2 separate regions of the Sus scrofa genome follow, and region 1 is linked to region 2. Evidence: chromatin contacts called from public promoter capture Hi-C data. All regions are on one chromosome and are shown on one strand. The core of a region is the stretch at or near the end of the contact, and the rest is flanking DNA. Distances in the headings are between cores, read along the strand shown.

What was found. Promoter capture Hi-C pulls out the DNA fragments that hold promoters and counts their contacts.
Region 1: a promoter capture Hi-C map of fetal liver shows a contact between it and region 2, with 2.4 times the contacts expected there. The contact joins the promoter of C8H4orf32 here to the promoter of NEUROG2 in region 2. A contact is called at or near these places in 1 of 5 promoter capture datasets (fetal liver), 1 of 47 Hi-C or Micro-C datasets (epiblast stem cells) and 1 of 2 datasets of contacts at active chromatin or transcription factors (alveolar macrophages).

The regions. Positions count from the first base shown.
Region 1 is chr8:110,503,317-110,506,079 of Sscrofa11.1, forward strand. It overlaps C8H4orf32, which reads right to left and starts at 1,512. Exons shown (of 2, transcript XM_013978951.2): 1 at 1,210-1,512. The coding sequence starts at 1,389. The region is part of intron 1 of LOC102158976 (a long non-coding RNA gene); the gene reads left to right.
Region 2 is chr8:110,199,270-110,202,039 of Sscrofa11.1, forward strand. It overlaps NEUROG2 (neurogenin-2), which reads left to right and starts at 1,412. Exons shown (of 2, transcript XM_021101670.1): 1 at 1,412-1,515; 2 at 1,891-2,770. The coding sequence starts at 1,892. The coding sequence ends at 2,710.

The DNA of each region.
Region 1 (2,763 bases), core at 262-2,761, 300 kb after region 2:
AAACCACCAGGAAAGTAATCAGGAAGATCTCCTAGCTACCAATTATTTGCTTCAGTCACCATCTCTTATATTGTCAAAAGAATGAAAAACTACACTTCCACATGGTAAGCAAGCCAAATGCTAAGGCATATTTTGTGTGTGCCACACAGTTATTTCTTTCCTAAATATAAGGCTGAGATACTAGAAGTTATACTTTATCTATTAGTACATTTACTGATGATATTGGAGTTTGAGAACGTGACCGAAAGGGATGGAGAAGGATAACAAGAGACCTCAACTGAGCTCAACAGTATAGGCTGTAATAAAGGCAGTAATAAAGGCAATCATTAGAATTCCTGCTCCTTAATGTGATTCTGAAGGTTAGCTTATCTCGGGTATTTTTGAAGGTCTAATTACTATAATATTTGCTGGTGAAAATTCATCCCACACACAGTTCAATCTCTCTCAAACTTCTTGCCTAATCTTGAAGGTAAATGATGTGTTATAAGCGCTGTACTTAAGTGAAAGCAAATTCAGAGAGTTTCAAAAATTACCTAACTTCTCTTTTCCCTTATTATGGCTAGCCTCATACTTTTTTCCCCCTTTGGTACCAACTGAAAGCAATTTTCTTGCTTTTTCAGTTTTAAAATGAAGTCTAGATCTCATCTGTGTTCATGTGAAAAGCCTGCTATCGGAGAGTCCCTGTCAAGACATCTATTGTAATACTGGCTCCCACACATGCCTTCAGATACTGATAGCGTGTCTGGAGAAATACACCCACACCTTTCAGAGGTGCTGGATGTGGGTTCAGAAACCCAAGATGGAGGGTGGGGGGAGCAGCTGTCCCCTGGAACACTCCTAGGGGTGCGGACTTGGAGTGTTTACAAGGAAGGCTTTTAGGTAAATGACGGTTAAGAAGGGCCGTCCACAGAGCTCTGAGCGCCGGCTTGAGAACCCTCTTCCCCTTGGGTGGGTAAGGGTGGCGCTGATCCCCCGGCGCACGCGACTCCGGGCCCGCACTTCTCAGCGCACAGGCGCGACCCCGCGGCTCGGCCCCGAGCGCAGCGCGCCGTCCAACCGCTCCTCGCGGCGGCTTCCCCGAACGCCGCGGCGAGCAGCAGCGCCCCACGCGGAACAGAGCTTGGCGCCGCCAACCCGCCGGGTCACTTCCCTCCGCCGCCGGGTGGGGCTCGGGAAACCGGCCGTACCGCACCGTCCCTCCTCGCTCACCTGCTCCAGCTCCTCCTTTGGCCGCCGCCCGCGCCGCCGCGGGGTCGCCCCGGGCTCCGGCTCCGACTCCGTCCCCGCCGCCGCCCGCTCAGCCAGCGCGTCCCCGTTCTCGTCATGCTCCCCGCCGCCGCCGCCGCCGCCGCCGCCGCCACCACCACGCAGCTCTCCGGCCGAGCACATCCCGCAGCCAACTCCCGCTGCCCGGGACGGCTGCCCGAGGGGCCAAGCCGCGAAGCGGGAGGCAGCGACCGCCGCCCGTGGGCCGCCCTGGACCGGCCGCACTCGCCGCTGTCAGGCGTCTCCAGAGCGCGCTCGGCTGGCCAGGTCGCCAGAAGTACCAGCCCGGCCCCGGCCCGGCCCCTCCTGTCACCGGCTGGCCCCGCCCTCGGCTGCTGGGGCGGAGCCCACGCGGGGGAGGGGCCGGGGCGGGGCGGGGCGGGGCCAACGAGAGAGAGAGAGAGAGAGAGAGAGAGAGAGAGAGAGAGAGAGAGAGATTGTGTGTGTGTGTGAGAGCTTTAGCACAGGGAATGTGTATTTTCGCGCGCACGTTTGTGAGAGAGACTGAGAGAAACTATGCGAGGGAGGTTGTGTATGACTCTGTACGACTGTGAGAGATTGTGTATAAGATATTGTAGGTGCATAGGAGAGACTGTGTGTGTAAGACAGTGATAAAAACTGGAAGAAAGACCTGGTATATGTAAGAGAGTGTGTTTGTGAGGGAGGGAGGAGAGCGTGTGTAGGTGTGAGAGAGGGGAACACACACAGACACAGAGTTCCACACTTCAGCGGGGCCCTCTGTGCTTGCCTGGCGCAGGCGGTGTGCCCGGCTGTGCTGCTGGCTGCCTGTCCCGAGTGCTGTCCATCCTTTGCAAGTAATCCACATTCTCTGTTTTGTTCCCTTTACCTCCTGTGTCTCTCTGAAGGTCTCTCTCTGTTGAGTGCCTCCCTGCTGTGTGTTGGCTGTTGGAGCCTTGGGAGCATTTGGTGGTGTATCTGCATTTGTGTGTATTTCTTTAAATGGGTAAGAATATGTCACTCTCAGTGTGTGGTAAGGAAGACACATCTAATTAGTAATTATTTTCTTACTATTGTGATTTATCATATGAAATATATATTTTGCCTTTGTCTCCATTCCTGGCACAGAGCTCCTAAAACCTTGGAGTTTGGTGAGAGGGATAAAGATATCTTTTTTTTATCTTAATGAAGTGACTTTTGGATAACCTCTAGGTAACAAAGATGGGGTCTGGTTGCCAGAAGACCAGCCTTGTGATTAGAGGATTGGAACTTCAGTCTCACACCCTGATCTCCAGGGAGGGGAGTGGGGCTGAAGGTTGAATCCATCACCAGCGGTCAACAGTTTAGTCAATCATGCCTGTGTAATGAAGCCTCCATAGAAACCCAAAGGACAGGGATTTAGAGAGCTCCCAGGTTGGTGAACACATGGAGATGGGGGAGGGGGAGTGGCAGCTTAGCGAGGGCATGGAGGCTCTGCACCCCTTCCCACATACCTTGCCCTATGTACCTCTTCATCTGGCTGTTCACCTATATCCTTTG
Region 2 (2,770 bases), core at 162-2,661:
AGCCCATTCGCTGGAGGGAGGTGCTGGCTGCCACCCAGGCGGGATGCCTCCTTGCTGTACCGCCCAGCCATAAACTGGGGTTAACCCCTACCCCAAACTAAAAAGCCGTAGCAGTGCTCAGAGCCTCAGTTTGTCACAGTAAAACGAGGAGTCCCTTTTAGATCTAACACGTGAGCGCTTTTCTTCTCACACCCTCTGAAAGCCCGTCTACGGCACCCCCCAACTCGATCTCCCCTGGCAGGAAATGCCTCTATGAACCTGCCAACTGCCTCACTCTCCCATGTGAGTCTCTCTGGAACCTAAACACGCTTGCCCACCAAGCGCCCACAGCTCGCCACCCACACCCCATTCCTCCTTTAACTAAATGAATGCATTTTAAAATCGGTCACCACTTGATACAGCTCCTAAGAAGCTTTGCCAACACACGGCCGGCAGCACCAGAGGGCTAACTGCTTTCCCCGGGATCCTGACCCCCATTAACTAATTCCTCGGATCCCAACGTCCGGGAGCTAGGAGGCTGGGCAGCGCCGGGTGCGGTGCCTGTGCGCGCGCGGCGGGGGCGGGGGGTGGGGTGCAGCCTCGAGGATCCGGCGGGGGCTGTCGCCTTGGTCTCCCCAGCGGCCGCCAGCGCCCCGGCCCCTAATGAGCCGCTGAAAGGGAGCGGGCTCCGGTGCGCGTGGCTCGCAGGCCTCCCGGAGTCCGGGACGCCGTGATTGGCCAGCTGCGCCTCGCGACCTCCATTCATTAATAAATTAGCGGCACGCTCCAGCCGAGCGCGAGCCACCAATCACAATGGGCAGCGGCGGCGACAACAGCCGCAGCTTGAGCCGATGCTGCCGCCACCGCTTCAGCAGTCCGACCGCAGCCTCGAGCTCCAACAGGAGCTTTAGAACCATTTTATGCTGATTAGATAAAGGGGGGAAAAGAGAGGCGGGGGCGATGGGAGGGGGATGGATGGCAGGGCCTAGGGGAGGGGGGGAAGGGGGTGAAAAAAGAGAAAGAAATGAATGATGATAATGCAATGAAAAGAGTAAGCCGGAGAGGGAAAAGCGGGGGAGAAGGGGGGCCGGCACGGGAGTGGGGAGGAGGCGGCGGCGGCCGGGGGTGGGGGGAGATGGGGGCCCCGGGGGCAGATCTGATTGTTTTCTCGGTGGTATATAAGGGGTTTTAAGGAGAGTCGTGTGCCAGACACGCAGCCACTGAACCACAAGCAGCTTCGCTTTAACTGGAGTGCCTAAGAGTCGCGTGCCGGGAGCCGCACCGCCGGGGACTGACTGACAGACAGACACGCACCACCACCAAAACACACGAGACCCGGGCGGGTCACCGCGGCCGCCGAGGCTCTTGGCAACCTCGCGGGTAGGAGAGGTCCCCCGCGGAGCGGCGCCGCAGTAGCGCCAGGTCCGCAGGGTTCCAACCCGCAGAAGGCGCGGCGCTGTGCTCCGAGCTGAGCGGAGAATCGCAGCACAGTCTAAAGTAATAGCGACGCTGAGGCACATTTAGAGAGCCAAGTAAGTAAGTATCCGCGCTGGGCCTTCCAACTTGGAACGGTGTTTCCCGCACTCTGTCCCACCACACCCGAAAGCCTCTTGCTCCCGCTGAATCGGTTGCGGGAGCCGCATTCCCTTCCCGGGAGGGAACACAACCGCCACGGCGGCCCGCAGCGTTAGGAACCCACTTAGCCGGCGACAGGGTCGCAACGAGGGGCGCTCCTGAGCTTGGAGGGCGCTGGCGCGGTTTCCTCCCCAACTTACGTTACTCCTTGGCGCTGTTCGGAGCCGGTCTTCTCCGAAGCGCGCAAGAGGACGTCCCGGTGACACCAAGAACTTGCTTCTGCTTCTGTATTAACACTTCGTTCGGTTCTTTCTCCTTCACCGCTCTCTCCTCCAGGATGTTCGTCAAGTCCGAGACCTTGGAGTTGAAGGAGGAAGAGGACGTGTTGGTGTTGCTCCGCTCGGCCTCCCCCGCCTCAGCAGCTCTGACCCCGCTGTCTTCCAGCACCGACGAGGAGGAAGAGGAGGAGCTGCGCTCGTCGGGCGGGGCGAGTCGGCCGCGTGGAGCAGAGGCCGGGCCCGGGGCGCAGGGCCGCTCGCCGGGAGGAACAGAGGGCTGCCGACCCGCGCGGCTACTGGGTCTGGTGCACGAGTGCAAGCGGCGCCCCTCCAGGGCGCGGGCAGTTTCTCGGGGCGCCAAAACTGCCGAGACGGTGCAGCGCATCAAGAAGACCCGTAGATTGAAGGCCAACAACCGCGAGCGCAACCGCATGCACAACCTCAACGCGGCGCTGGATGCGCTGCGCGAGGTGCTCCCCACTTTCCCGGAGGACGCAAAGCTCACCAAGATTGAGACCCTGCGCTTCGCCCACAACTACATTTGGGCGCTCACAGAGACCCTCCGCTTGGCCGACCACTGCGGGGGCGGCGGCGGAGGCCTGCCGGGGGCGCTCTTCTCCGAGGCAGTCTTGCTGAGCCCGGGAGGCTCTAGCGCCGCGCTGAGTAGCAGCGGAGACAGCCCTTCGCCTGCCTCCACGTGGAGCTGCACCAACAGCCCCGCGCCGTCCTCCTCCGCATCCTCCAACTCCACCTCCCCCTACAGCTGCACTTTATCTCCTGCCAGTCCGGCGGGTTCAGACATGGACTATTGGCAGTCCCCACCTCCCGACAAGCACCGCTACGCATCTCACCTCCCCATAGTCAGGGACTGTATCTAGAGCTCTGCTACACACGCCAGGCTTTAGTGGGTACCCTTTCCTGCCCTCGATCAAGCCTTC